Linked DNA regions of Mus musculus: region 2 is linked to region 1. A link is a contact called in public HiChIP or PLAC-seq data. All regions are on one chromosome and are shown on one strand. Each heading gives the region's core, a stretch centred on a gene start, on an enhancer-like site or on the middle of the called end of the contact. The rest is flanking DNA. Distances are from core to core; before and after follow the strand shown.

Region 1 (7,272 bases), core at 2,070-4,569:
CTTCAGTAATTACTGTTTAAGAAATCTTTCACACCAGAAACTTGTGATGAGACTGGCCTGCTCCCCACCCCTGCCTGCAAGAACAAAATGACTCAGTGGTTTGTGGCTGTGGTGAAGGACTTAAATGCCCCTCTGGGCTGGCTCCTGTGTCTGTCTCTCAGTTTAGCTTCCTAAGTCAGACTTTGCAAAAGTCACCCCTGTTTGAGATGTGTGCTAGGCATGCTCTCTCTCTCTCTCTCTCTCTCTCTCTCTCTCTCACACACACACACACACACACACACACACACACACACACACACACAACCATTCACTTCAGAGACTTTTGTTAAGGGCAAAAGCAACAGCCAGTGCCTAGGGGTGGCTGGAACTTTCTACAGCATCTCTGCTCCAAACCCGTTTAAGTGATACTTAGCCGGCTCTCCGCTCTCTCATCATCTCCCTCCTCAGATATCATCAGGGACAGGAGAAGAAAATTGATATTCCAATTATCTTAAACGAAATGGAATCTCTCCTCAAAATCCTGCTTAGGGGCAAAACCATAAAAGGAAGTAACTTGTTTGTACAGCAGTGCTGGACCCAATGGCTCTTTGCCCTAATCATGAAACTAGGTAGAGATGGTTACAAATTGTAAGTAATCACACACACACACACACACACACACACACACACACACACACACACACCTCTCTCCAAGGTGAGTTCTCTTTGCCTCTCTAAACAGGCCCCTGGGAAGGGGGAGGCAAAAGGGCCAAGTTTCCAAAAACACCTTCTTCTGCGTGCTGAGTTTGGAACTGGGAGCATTCTAGATATTGTGGTTCCACAGCCTGGTTGAAGGCCGCCTAGCCATTTCTACTAAGGGAAGAAGAGAGAAAGGAGACCAGGACCTGATGGGCTTCGGTTTGGAGCCTGGGTCTACCCTCAGAGGAATTCTTGGTTGAAAAGAAGACTCAAGAGACTCTAACTAAATTTTGTGAAATTTAGCACAAATAGAGACCAGGAGGTGCATGCAGCAATGACGCTGTCTTCATGGCATAGCATTCACCTGAGGAAGAGGCTTGGGGGATCTATAGTTGTAATAGTTACAAGTCCAGGAGCAGTCTCTACCAGGACTTGATTTTCTGCTGCTTGGCAAGAGAGCTCCATCCCCTGATACCTTTGACACTCTGTGGCCTCTGCCACTTCACTTCTCCTGGGAAAGAACTTTGAGCTCCTGGACCCAATAAGCAGCTAAAGTCAAGGCAGAGCCATAAAGAGAAGATACAAAACTAAGCAACCTCTTTCTTCTCTCCTCCCTCCCCTCTTCTCTCCTCCCTCCCCTCTTCTCTCCTCCCTCCCCTCTTCTTTCCTTCCTTCTCTTCCTTTCCTCCGTCCATTTAATACCACTTCAGCTCCCTTCGTTAAGACAGAATGAAGAGGGAGCCATCACAGAGATTCCCAAAGAGAAAGTAGGACTAACTTGATAACCACTCAGAAATCTCTGGGTCCTGGCCACAGCCTGGTGACCACTGTTCAACCCACTGAAGACCCAAGTCAGAGAGAGCTGCTGTGTAGGTATGGCATTCTTCCCCCTCCGCCTCAGCCTCAGACCCTAATCCAGCCAGCCACCTGGCCTCTCTCTTTCTGCATGGTTCGCAGGCCTAGACTACACCACACTCAATGGGTGGGGAGGCCCACCTTTTCCTCTTTTGGGAAAATTCAGATTAAAAGCTAGACAATTTGTACTGTACTAAGGGCTCTGATGGGAATTTCCTACCAGGCTCTCACTCCAACAGTGCAGCAGCCTCCAAGCTATGCACTGTTGCAAGCTCTCCTCCCAGGGATCCTCAGAAGGTGAGGCTCTTGCCAGAGTTTGCTTTGTACACCTGGGGAGGCTTGCTCTCCTCCACACACAGTATCCTCCCCAGCTTCTCCGAGCCACACACGCTGAACTCTTTGTTGCTCCAGGACCTCAACCTTTGGAGCTGGTAGAGAGGTCTAGAGGAAAACCAACTCTCGGCCCCGGCCTGAGAGATCCTGGAGATGACTATGTTCCTGTCTCCAAGTGTGTGCTCTCAAGTTTTACATGTCACTTTTTAGAACCCACCCACCCCGCTTTTCCCCTTAGTTTCTTACCTTTGTACTCAGAGTCTGATGAAGCGCTGCTGACACTTTTGTCCAGCTTGTCTCGAAAGTCCTCCCCGGCCTTGGCCGCAAGGCGGCCCCCAGGCTCAGGGGCTGCAGGCTGCCCACTGCTAGAGTAGGGTGCACAGGCCGCGAGAGGTTTGCAGTCAGCAAGGATGTCCCTGATCAGAAAGGAGGAGGTGACAGTTCGCGACTGGGCTGGGGCTGAAAGCTGCCCCGGTTGCAGGTGAGAGTCCAAACCTGGGCCAGATGCTGCACCAGGCCGCGAGGTACTGGTCTCCAGACAGTCTCTTCCGGGCGAGGCTGGTGAAGAGCAGTCGCTACTGCTCTCTGAGCGTGGACTCAGCTCCAGGGGTGAACGGCAGTCCCCAAGCAAGGGGTCCCCCTTGGGAAGGGCGGGGCTGCCCGCTCGGTGGGAGAGAATGGAGTCAATCCCAAAGCCATTAGAGCCTTCCATAGCCAAGCTGCAACCTGTCCTCCCCAAAAGCTCCCCACCCACCCCCAACCCCAGCCGCCGCTGCCCCTGCCCCTAGCTGCGGGCTGGCATGGGGAAGGCGGGCAGGGAGCCTGTGGGCACCTTGGACGGAGTTCAGCCTTGGGGGAGCCCGGGAGCTCTGGGCCAACCTCCTCTGCGCATTACATCCAAAAGGGCTCAACGCGTCTTCTGCAGCACCGCGCCGAGCCGCCGAGCCGAGGGGGGGTGGTGGTGGGAGTGTCAGGAGGAATGGGAGGAGGGCGCGCCAAGTTGGGGAGAGCCAAAGGGTAGAAGAACGGCCCGAGGATCCCTTAGGCACAGAAGAAACACGAGGTTGATGGAATCTGAATAAAGATCGTCTTTTGAAAAAACAAAATCCAAACCGCACGCTTCCTCCAGGCAAACGGTAGCCCAGGGCAGGGGTCAGCACGGCCGATAGCAACCGGCCGGGGCCGCGTTACGGGCAGGCAGAACAGAGCGCACCTGGAGGCCTCAGCACCGCGGACAGCGACAGCGGCCCCGGGATCGAGCAGCCCCACCTGGCCCCGGAGCTCCTGCTCGGCCCCGCCAGCACCGTGGACAGCGCCCTGCGGCTCCCACCGCAGCTCTCACCTGTCCTCCGCGCGCGCCTTCGCCGCCACCCCCACTTCCTTTAAAAAAAAAAAAATCGAACTTGGGTCACTTTTACTTTAGGACTGGCTTTTTTGTTGTTGTTGTTGTTTCTCTCTCTCTCTCTCTCTCTCTCTCTCTCTCTCTCTCTCTCTCTCTCTCTCCTTTTTTTTTTTCGTTGTGTTGTGTTTTTTTTTTAAAGGGGACTCACCCACGTGTCCCCGGAGTGATGACGCTGATTGGTTCGGGCCGATTTTGGGGGTGATGTCACGTCTCTACAACCCGCGGCCCGATTCTTTTCCAGTTTGATTAAAAGAGACACTGAATTAATTACAGCACAGACCTAACTATTTACCGGCGATTTCCACACAGTTTGCTTTCATTAGGTCAGCGATGACGCCTCTAATGAAGATGATTAGCCAAGGGGGGCAGGGACCGACCGGTGGGAGGAGGGCCAGCTGGGCTGCGTGGCCTGGAGTTTGGATGTTGGGCCTTGAAAGCCTTCTCCTGAGCTTGTCCACAATTATTCCAACTACTTGACCGAACCGGGATCCTATCTACATCCCCTTTCTTCCTCCTAATTTCCCTTCCTCATCCCACAAAATGGCAGCATAACCCAGTGGAGAAAAGACGTGGATGTGTAGGGAATCCTTTTCCTAGTACAAGAAGCATTTAAAATTTTATTTTCAGGGTGTTTTGCTTGGGTTCTAGGTCTCTTCACTCTCTCTCTCTCTCTCTCTCTCTCTCTCTCTCTCTCTCTCTCACACACACACACACACACACACACACACACACACACGCCATGTAGAACACCACAATTCTCTCCTTGCCTCTGGGCCTACTGGGCCTGCAGAAGGTTAGGACTGATGTCTTTTGGAAAAGAGACCAGAGTGAGGCCTAATTCGGAGGCGAGAGCTGAACCGTGGGAAAGATCAAGTCTGGAGCGTTAAGGGGACCCACGGATTTGACTGTGGCCTGAGCGAGGCGGCACAAGAAACAAGGCAGTGACCTCTTCATCCCCAGTCAGTGGCCTCTCTAGGGCGTATGTCCTGAGAAGCTAGTGTTTTTTGGATAAGTGTGTGTGTGTGTGTGTGTGTGTGTGTGTGTGTGTGTGTGTGTGATGTACCTTTAGACAGGACAATGCAAGTTCTGAGCTAGCACGAGGATGTCTAAGGCCGACCGTGGATAGCCTGGACTCTTCTTTCAAGGCAGTGCTAAAAATGAAGATTGGGACTTTCCCTCTTCGCCCTCCGGACCGCGCTCTAGTTCCGCTCCTTTGTGGGATCAGCCACTGCTAGTGCAGGGGCCCCGGTCTCCAAGTAGCTGCAACGGGTCAGGGGCCTGGATTCTCTGGGCTCAGCTCCAGGGTGGACGGTGCCCTGGTCTGCGAGAGAGCGGAGTTGCGCATCTGGGCAGCAGGGGCCCCGCGGCTCGCGGGGAGTCCAGACTTTCCTCTTCGGCTCGCCCCTAACCCTCGTTCTTGGCCCCTGGGAAACTATCCGTGGCCCGCGTCCGGCTCGGCGACCAAGGCCGCCGTAGAATCGTTCAGCGCCGCAGCCCGCAAACGCGATCTCGGCCGGGAGTGGCCCCTCGAAGCGAGCAAAACGGAAACTTTGTCCTCTGCCGGGATGGGCCAGCGGTGGCCTCGCGCCCGGCTCCCCGCGCGCTCCCTCTGCTCCGGTCGGCAGATTGGAAGCGGCCGGGCTATCGGCCGGGCTGGGAGCGAGGGCCCGCTGCTCCCGGGGGACTGCGGGTGGAGCTCGGCTGCAAGCTGTCGGGGAGGCGGGAGGGCGGGGGCCCCGGCCGGAGCTCGGCGGCCCCAGCGCTGGGCGCCTCCCGCTGGGCCTTGCCTGTCTTTCTTTTCAATTTGGTGGATGGGGATGCGGAGTCGTCATAAATCACCATGAGCGAGATGTCTTGGGGCCTTCCCTGCCAGCCTCCAGCTTGGGCTTCTCTGCCGCTGCAGGAGGGTCTCTATCCGGTCGCCCACACCTCTGCTGCTTCTCACCTTATGAGGACTCATTTTTCGTAGCACCCTAGGTCCACATGAGTTGCAGATACCTCACTCTTTTGGGACCTGTAAGCATTATAGTCACGGCCGGCAAAGAGCTGCGGTCTCCGTCTCTCTAGATGTGTCTCCAGCCTCCTCGGCCTCAAGGGTTCCTAGCAGCTCCTGCCTCGGCCAGTTTTCTAAGTCTTATTCTTGGGCCGAGATCTCAGTCCCAGCAAAAGAGAAAACCAGAAGAAAAGAAAAGAAAAAAAAAAGTGAAGCCGATAGTCTCACAGATCAGAGCCCGAGAAAGCAGAGAGGACAGTTCGAGCCTTCTCAGGGCAGGGAGAAAAATAAACCAGGCTAGAACCCAACCTCTTGCAGCGCGAGCTGGCTTCTCTATACTTCTCAGAGGCCCAAGGACATTTAACAGCTGGTTAATATAACGTTATTAGCACTGAATTATTGTAATCTATAGAAATTCAAAACATGCTGCGTGGGTTGTTTCGTTTGAAATTTAGGGTATAGCCCTTTCTCATGTGCTTGCTCTTTTCCAACTTAGGGCATTGACCTGAGAGGTACTCCACCACACACCCCCGCCCCCCCCCCCCAGCCTCCATTATCTGGCAGGCTCTTGCATCTTCAGCCTGTCTGAAGCAGCCCGGGTGAGTGTGTGGCTCAACTGGCCTTGTGCTTATCTGGGAAGGAAATAGGACTGGAAATTTTTATCAAGTGGTCCAGAGAGCCTGGATCCAACCCACTCTTCAACAAGAAAGCCTGGTTGGCAGGAAGGGGTGTCCTAAGAACGATGGGGTCCTAAGAGGTTGGGTTTGGAGCCTCTGTAAGTTCCCAGCCTCTCTGAGTACCCTTTTCATTTACTTAGTACACAGTAGGAGGTTGATCTGCCACCCCAGACACTGGTTGCTGTTCCCGGTCCCCTCCCCTCCGGAAGATTTGGGGCCCTCAAAGAAAGGAGCGAGCTGAGCAGTCTGATTTCAGTGAGTGTTACTGCAGGACCCTGGGCTGTCACCCCAGCATCTAAAGCCCCTCTTTCTGGCTTCACATTCAGCACCCCAGATCTTTCTCCCCAGCCTCCCACCTCCTCTAACAATTCCCTGCTCCAGATCCCAGTTCCTACTTGCCTCCTGGGCATATGTGAGACAGATTACCTCTCATAGAGCTGGAGCCCCTGCAAACCCCAAAACCACCCTCCCAGATAGGTGTGGCCAGCGCAGCAGGTGTAAGGACACTGACTTCAGAAGCTCAGGCCCCTCCCTGCTGGCTTTGAACTTGTTGCTCCTGCTAGGGGCACACACAGAGCCTTCTCCTAAGGCATAGGGTAGGAGGGTCCTGTGGGAAGAGTGAGGCAGCCTGCCTTCTCCATCAAGGGCCACAGACTTAGACTCCCCTTTGAGTCAAGGCTAGACCTGGATGCTTCATTTTTCCAGTTCCCCACCCCCTCTCTTTCCCGGCAGGCACCACATTCAGCCCTGGAATTGCACACAGGCTCGGTTCTGCTCTTCCTGCTTGCCTGGCTCTGTAGGCTGAGCCATACAGAGAAGTCTCTGTGTCTTTCAGGATGTCTCCGAGGTCTGTGCTAATATATACAAAGGGCCATCCTTCAAGCTTTGGGTCACTTAAAGAACAGGGCCAGGTGATTCTGAATATTCACTCAAGAACCTGCCAGAGGGATTGAATCCCAGACTGGGACCTAATGACCTTGGCACATCTTCATTTAAGATATGTATTTGCCGGACAGTGGTGGTGCATGCCTTTAACCCCAGCATTTGGGAGGCAGAGGCAGGGGGATTTCTGAGTTCAAGGCCAGCCTGGTCTACAGAGTGAGTTCTAGGACAGCCAGGGCTACACAGAGAGACCCTGCCTCAAAAAACAAAACAAAACAAAAAACCAAACAAAACAAAACAACCCCCCCAAAACCAAAACCAAAACCTAAAAACCAAAAAAAAAAAAAAAAAAAAGATATGTGTTTAATTCAGCTTGGGTTTTCCTTTTTTTTTTTTTTTACATGATTTTATTTTAAATATTGTCATGGTTGCTGGGTTATTTTGGCATTCCC
Region 2 (7,738 bases), core at 2,503-5,002, 91 kb after region 1:
GGGGAACTCTCCCTCGCTTACACTGTCCAGCAGACAGGGACCGTCGACCCATTAAGAGAAGGAAGCAAGCACTCCCAGGGAGAGGAAGGAGCTCAGAGCACAGCTGTGTCTCTACTGTGGCATCAGAAGTCTCGGAGCCGGAGCCTCGGGAGCTTCTGTGAGTGTTGGTAGCTAGAGCTTTACAATTGTAGGAACTGGGCTCCGTTAGTAGAGGGCTTGCCTAGCATGCAGAAGGCCCTGGGTTTCATCCCCAGCTCCTCGCAAGCCAGGCATGGTGTCACACACACATGTTCCCATCACTAGGAGGGTGGAGGCAGGAGGATCAGAAGTTCAAGGTCATCCTTAAGTACATAATGGCTCGGAGGCCAGCCTGGGACATCTGAGACCCCAAACAAAATTAGAAGAAGAAAAAAAAGCAGAGACAAACCTGGGGCTTCATCCCACACAGGGCTGCACCTACCATGCTAGTTCCTTACAATAGACTCGCATAGGTTCTGAATGGCTAAAATTCTGCTTGCTTGAGCAGCTTTTAAAATAATTGAATGTAAAAAAATTTTGAGTTTGGTGCCTGAAGGCTTTTCAGCTACTGAGTCTCAGAGAAGAATAAACCACGTGGGACCAAAAGACAATGGTGCTTCTTGAGATGCAGCCAGGAGCCCAGGAGCTGCAGGAGCCACACTCTTGACTCCTGGATGCAGCCTTCCCACACCCTCTCAGGCTCCCTTCCAACAATGCCTTTCCTGAGGGTTTTGTTTTTTGGGTTTTTTTTTGGAAAGCCTGAACCATTCTTCAAACAAAGCCAATAAAGTCTGCCTTCCTTCTTCGCCCCTAGAGCTCCCAAACACCCGAGCAGACGCTCTCACCCGGGGAGAGGATGGCTCAACCTTTAAAGGGCGTTTTGCTCTCGCAGGCTCAGTTCCCAGCACCCACATGGTTGTTCACAATCACCCTTAACTCCAGCTTGAGGGGCCTGACTTCGAACACTGTGTGCATATGGCGCACAAATATACATGCAGGCAAACACTCAGATACATGAAATATAAAATAAAATGTAAAAAATAAATAAATAAATAACAACTGTAGATCCCACCACCAGGGAGTGCCCCTGGACTCTGCACCCTGCTTGAACATTCCCACCCATGACATTATATCCCAGTAACCCCATGTGACTTGGGTGGTGGTTTCTGAAGCTCAGGCTCAGCTGCAAGAGTGCATGGCATGCCAAAGTCTCCCACCAAAGGATACCAGAGCTTGGTATTCAACAGTCTTCTTGGACTGCTGGCAGGACTGAGGGACATGCTCGGTGTATTGGCTAAGATTTTGGAAGCTAAATGACAAAGCTCACTCTCTCCCCGTCCAGATCTTCTAAAGTAAAGTGTGTTCTTCATGTCACTGGGGAGTTAGGCTTGATCCAAACCCCTGCCTTCACATGCTTGCATGTAACACAGGGTAGCCACCAACTCTATACAGCTGACGATAGACTGAAACTCCTGATCCTCTGGTCTCATCTCCGGAGGGACAGTAAAGGCTTCTGGGTAGAAAATGAGCCGTGGTGAGACATCTCTCTATCTCTCTCTCCCACCATTCCCCCCACCCCGTGTGAGTGTGTGTGTGTGTGTGTGTGTGTGTGTGTGTGTGTGTGTGTGTGTGCTTGTTAGTATGAGTGTGTGGGGCAGGCTAATAGGAAGGGCAGCTCAGGAAGGCATTTGCATGGCCCCTGTCCTCTTCTGGCCTCAGACTTCCATCTGTAAAATGTAAACCTTCCAACTGACCCTGAGGGCCTTGTGGACTCTGTCACCCTCTTCCTGGACCCCCATGATCTAGAGCCCTGTCGTTTGAGTCTGGACCACATGAACCACGTCACCTGCTTCAGTCATCCAGGAACCCTGAGCTGCACTATGGGAGAGTTTGTAAGTGGCCAGGTCTGGGCACTGTGTCAACTTGCCCACCTCTTAGTTGGTAAGTATTGAACACTGCCATAGACCTTAGCACTGCCCCAGCTGTCTGGGCCCTCAACAGATCCACATACCCATGTCTGTGACACCAGCTAACACCCGGTGATAGCAGCCTATTATGGTCAGAAAGAAAAGACAAACCATGCAAGAAAAGATTCAAGTTCCCCAAATATGCTCAGGGTGAAGAAACTGCAGGGCTGAGGGCGAGTGACTGCCCTGCTGATGACCTAGCGGGTGGCGGTGCAAAGTGAGGCAACGCAGGTAAACAGCTCAGGTTATACACTGTTCGTGAAATCTGCTTGTCGGTGGCTTTCCATCCTGAACATGATCAGGCTCTGTATTGCTCTACAATTAATCAGTAAAGACTCGAGAATGAAGAGCCGCCCACCCAGACTTTGTAAGAGGCACTGGTGGGGTGGCAGTGGCGGTCTTGATCCAACTTATAAACAGACAGGTGGGTGCTAGCGAGTAATTTTCCTCTTCCCTGCACCAGATCAGGGATGCTAGTCAGGCACCGGCTGGAGTGAGGGCTACAAACGGGCGGAGACCAGCCCGTAATTACCAAAATAGAAAAAGAACAGCGTTTTGTAATGAATGACAAGCGGCTGAGTGGAAATCTAATTTGGTCTAATTAAGCAGCCTTTTGTGAGGATTTGTCTTTAGATGAAAAGAGGGAGCAAGGAGATCTAAATGCAAATGAAGCCCTTCTTGGGGTTTTAAAGAGCCAGTGAGACTTGGTCTGGCCTGGCGGCTTTATGGGGCTGTAAGTCTCTCCACTACACTTCAGTCCACCCTTGGGGGAACGTTTTGCTCCCCACTTTTTGTATCATTTTAAACTGGACAGCTTGACAAGGCCATCAGGGAGCTTCATCTTCTTCGGTGGCAGTGAGTGACAACATGCAGTGTTGCCCACCAGAGAAGATGACCTGAGCCTTGGAGTCCAGGATCAACATCCATGTTTGTGGACATATTTGTACATACATATGGAGGCCGGAAGTTGACATCAAGTATTTTCCTCTATAACTCTATGCCTTAGTTTGTCAGACAGGGTCTTTCAGTGAATCTGGAGCTCATGATTCAGCTAGGCTGTCTGGCCATTGAACCCTGGGGTATTCAGGCCTCTGCCAGTACTGGGATTGCGGGTGCAGAGTATCGAGCCAGGCTCAGGGGCACGGGGATGGATTCATGGCCTTGTGTTTATGCAGCAGACAGCCTACTGACGGAGACACCTTCTTACCCTCAGAATCCAGGGCTTTTAAGTGTGTGTTTGTGTGTGTGTGTGTGTGTGTGTGTGTGTGTACGCGTGCGTGCGTGTGTGTGCCACCTGTGTGTGGATAGGTGCCTATGGAAGCCAGAAGGTACAAGGTCTCCTGGAGCTGGAGTTATAGGCAGTTGTGTGCTAGGAACTGAACTTAGATCCTCTGGAAGAACAATGGGAGCTCTTAACCACTGAGCCATCTCCCCAGCCCCAGAATCCAAAATTTGTATTAAAAACTGGTGGTGGCACACGTTCTTAATCCCAGCCAGCATTCCAGAGGCAGAGGCAGGCAGATCTCTGAGTCTGAGGCAGGTCTAATCCACAGAGTGAGTTCCAGACAGCCAGGGCTACACAGAGAAATCGTGTCTCAATACAGACAAACGAATAAATACGACTGGTACACAGACATCACAGATATGGCTGGCCTCCTCGGAGGTTGAACTTTAAACTTTGATTTTGGTCCTTCCAAAGGTTAGCTGACACTGTGTGGTCCACAGCCCCCACTACAAATTGCGTTCCTACCCTGGACAAACTGGTATGAATGCAGACCTTTGAACTAGGTAGGATGAGAGGTTATAGGTCATCACCCAGGAACTGGGCTAGGGTCAGGGTTTTATTGGGAACGTGCAGAGGGTTGCCAACAAAGGTCTACTAGACTAACCCACAAAATATGTGAAGCAGGCCAAAGCTGGTTAAGCTAGCCCCTCACCCTGACCCCATCTCCAATCAAATGTTTTTCTTTGTTCCCAAGTAAAAGTGCACGTGTTTGGGCTTTTTCATATACGGGGCTAGAACTAGCTGAATGCGTGTGACAGTGGATGGCTGTGACACTGATCCGAGCTTGACCACAGTTTCTCCTTCCCTCTCTAGCCTACCCGGTCCACCATCCCTCCTCCTCTCCCTCTTTCCCTCCTCCTCTTCTCCTCCTCCTTTTTGTTTTGATCCAGGGTTTCAGGTAGACCAGGCTAGCCCTGGCCTCACTGAGGATAAGCTGAGAATGGGGCTGAACGTCTGATCCTCTCGCCTTCATCTGCCAACTGCTGGCGTTACCGGTGAGCACCGGCGTCCCTGGCGCATGTGATGCTGGAGGTGGATTTGGAGCTTCCTGTGAGCATGCTAAGCAAACTCCACCAACTAGGAGCTCCATCCCTAGCCCTAGAGCTCCTCTGCCTGTCTGTCTGTCTGTCCAGATCGTTCTTGTTTTACCCCTCAGTGTCTGTTTGGCCTGTAGAGGACCCTAGAATGGGAGCTAAGAGCAGGGACTTCAGATGGATGTGGAGAGAGCGAAGGCACAGAGCACTGTATGGGAGAAATACTTAAACATGTCTGTTTGAAGTCAGAAGTCTGAGGCCAAAGCCTCAGCTTCAAGGTTCCTGTCCCACCTCAGCCAGCAGCCCTCATCTGTCTGCTTCTGACCACACCAGTCTAGTTTCTGCCTGTCTCATACAGCTCTACTCCAGAGTACATGTCTCAAGTCTTACCTTCTTTTCCCTATCGAAACACCTGTCACCTTAGATGGAGTGTGGCATCCCAAGAGCCTTTACCGATGACATCTGCAAACACCCCATTTGTCCATAAGGTCACATTCACAGAGATTAGAATTAGGATGTGGATGTATCTTTTCAGAGGCCACTATTCAACTCCCACATCTCTGACCACGAGGCACCATGAAGCTTAATCCTATCATTTGGGGGAGGTTGCTACGATCTCTGTGTGGACAGCCACTCTGTTGACCCGCCCAGTGCAGTGGCCAACGCAACGCAAGATGCATGATCCCTTGGGTTCTAACCTCCTCAGAAATGGTTCTCTGTAGTTTCATGTTTAATTCTTTATTCTTCCTGACTCTCAGTGATGGGTGCCTTTCCCTCTTCTCTCAACCCGACTCCTGGTGTCCTCTTTGACCGGGTCAATCAGCTTATAAAATACAGAGGGAAACCCAGACAGGGTTATCTCAGGAGGTTTTCCCCAGCATCCCCTCTGCAGGATAATGGCTTTGGGCTTCAGTGAGCAGAGGTCCTGTATTCCCTGACTCTGAATGGCCTCGGTGGCGGGGCCTGAGGTGAACACAGCCATGAGATCAAGAATAAAGCACAGCTCTGACCCAGACTTGTTTCCCAGGTGCCAGCCTTTCCTCCCTGCCCTGTGTGGCCCGGGGAAGCTCGTCATCCTTTGCTAGACGCCTGGGACTTGTGGGTGTTCAAGGCCAGGCTGAGGCTTTCAAAGACCATGCCATTGCTAGACAGCCGAAGTCAGTTCCTCCCCCCTTGAGGATCTCAGGCTCCAGCAATGTCATCCACAGGTGACAAAAACCTTCTCACTAGGTCAACTCTACTCAAATGATAGTTAAGAAGGGGTTTTTTCATTGTTGTTGTTTGTCTAAAATGACATTGCCTTCATGTGAAGCAACCTGGGATGCTCTGTGCATTTTTACTATTCTACAGCCCAGAATTCCCACAAGAAATCAAATATAAGCCTCTTTAAGAAGCTTTAAATAATTTTTGAGCTTATTGACTTATTAAAATGCAGCTTAGAACACGCCTTCCACACGATCCTTTTACAAGGGTCAGGGATGTAACTGTCGAAGGAACAAGATTAGAAGGTCGGGTGGGAAAGGCAGCTGTACCCAGTTTTGTCTACTTCAGAGATAATGTCCACACACCCACTTGTCACCAACTTGATACCCCCCTAACCATTCTCTCTGTGCGGAAGCGTCTCCCGCTGAGTCCCCTCTCTGTTCCCTTTGCAACTGGACCCCAGCGGTTTCATCTGTGAGCAGCCTCTGGTTCTAAGGATGGGACTCTCTCTAAGATGCCTTTGTTATCAGCTTCAAAGGGCTTGGAACATTCCAGGGGCAGCCTTTGATCCCGCAGACTTGAGTGACATGAACCAGCCGGGAAACGCCAGGCCACGTTTATCCCATTTCACTCTGGGTGCAGATCCTCCCTGGGGTGAAGGGGGATCCAGGGCCACAGCTGAGGTGTGACTGCACAGGCTGGGTGCACAGACATTCACATGGGCGATGACTGAGAAACAGAGTCAATGGGAGCGAACACCAAGAAAGCCAATCTTCAAGGCAAGGCATCCACTTAGTCCTCCTCGAACCAAGGAGGCAGACCTGGGGCGGAGCCCAGGGGCGCCAGCTGCACAACCTTGACCATGCCATCAGTGCAAATGGGGGAGGCCAAAGAGAAAATGCCTCTGAGATGAGGATGTGCTCAGCTTACTGATTTTGTGGGTCCAAACTGGAAGACTGGGGTAATTTCATATGGTTCATCAGAAGCCTCGCCCTGTATTTGACAAGAAGAGAGGTGTAGACTACTATAAGCCACGGTGCATGCCATGTTAGGGTGCCATCTGTGCACCATGACCACATGTGTCTACTAACTGAAGTCATGACAGCCCCTGTCATGTCATTACCTGTGCTGCAGACTGGCCTTTCCACCCTATGACAAAGAGCCTGGAGAGTAAGTGCCTGAGGAAGCAGGCCACCTCACAGTCCTTTGGGTCCTCGGGGCACACGCTTCCCAGAGTCCCTGAGTCACCTGTGGCTAAGTAAAGGCAATATACAGAGATATGATCCCAGGTCCCCAAAGCTTGTGATTTTTCTGAAGGAGAGAAAAGAAAGCCTGTGGTCACAGAGCAGAGATCGTGACCACTGTCTGGGGGCTCTGTTCTGTGTCTGTTAACCCTGGTCAACTGCTTGACGTGTGGTTGCCTGGGAGATGGCCTGTGCCACCATGGCCACTGCTGCACCCTCCTCCTCTCCTCCTCTTCCCTCCTCCCTCTCCTCCTCCTCCTTCTCTGTCCTTTCTCCCCTCCTTCTTCTCCTTCTCTTCTCCCTGATTCCTCTTCTTGGCTTTTTGAGACAAAATTTTCAACAGCCAGGCTGGCCCCATATGCCAGAGAGAACCTTGAAAGAAAACTCCTAATCTTGTCTCCTCTGCTCCCTTAGTGGTGGAATTATAGGCACGTGCCAGAGCTGGCTTTTGTCCCTGTCCCCACCTGTGCTTTTCTTTCTTTCTTTTTCTTTCTTCCTTCCTTTCTTTCTTTCTTTCTTTCTCTTTCTTTCTTTCTCTCTCTCTTTCTTCCTTCCTTCCTTCTTTCTTTCTTTCCTTCTTTCTTTCTTTCTTTCTTTCTTTCTTTCTTTCTTTCCCTCTTTCTTTCTTTCTTTCTTTCATTCTGTCTTTCTTTCTTTCTTTCTTTCTTTCTTTCTTTCTTTCTTTCTTTCTTCCTCTCTCTCTTTCTTTCTTTTTCCTCACAGAAAACAAGTCTCTGATTCCAGGACACTATCTCTCCTATCTCACAGAAGATACTGAGAACACAGAAGGTATAGGACAACAGGTCCCCTCCCCATGGTCACCCCAGCTTTCACCTCATATCTCTTCCCAGCACTCATCAACAAGGGGACTAAGTAAGAGGCTGCTCCGGAGAGCCCAGTGTCCTCATCTGTAAGTGGAGCACAAGGGCACCTCCTTGCTCAGTCTCACTAAATGCTCGCTAAATGACACAGCTATCATTGTTCCTG

Evidence for each region. HiChIP or PLAC-seq counts read pairs in DNA pulled down with a chosen protein or histone mark.
Region 2: a contact with region 1 is called in an H3K4me3 HiChIP or PLAC-seq map of embryonic basal ganglia, with 2.0 times the contacts expected there. The contact joins the enhancer-like site here to the promoter of Barhl1 in region 1. A contact is called at or near these places in 11 of 39 promoter capture datasets (the 3T3-L1 cell line, the HPC-7 cell line, cranial neural crest and 7 more), 1 of 15 datasets of contacts at CTCF or cohesin (embryonic stem cells), 3 of 484 Hi-C or Micro-C datasets (2-cell embryo, haploid embryonic stem cells and myocytes), 7 of 115 datasets of contacts at active chromatin or transcription factors (embryonic basal ganglia, embryonic midbrain, embryonic stem cells and 2 more) and 4 of 9 other capture datasets (adipose tissue, embryonic stem cells, liver and 1 more).

What each region holds. Positions count from the first base shown.
Region 1 is chr2:28,913,102-28,920,373 of GRCm38.p6, forward strand. It overlaps Barhl1 (BarH like homeobox 1), which reads right to left and starts at 3,320. Exons shown (of 3, transcript NM_019446.4): 1 at 2,113-3,320. The coding sequence starts at 2,578.
Region 2 is chr2:29,004,164-29,011,901 of GRCm38.p6, forward strand. The region is part of intron 1 of Cfap77 (cilia and flagella associated protein 77); the gene reads right to left. Among named protein-coding and RNA genes, the nearest start is that of Cfap77, 47 kb to the right of the region's middle. Within about 2 kb of position 3,753, at least 5 of the 459 cell types and tissues checked have an H3K27ac peak or open chromatin away from gene starts, as enhancers often do. A contact at or near this core is called in embryonic basal ganglia and liver, where this site is marked.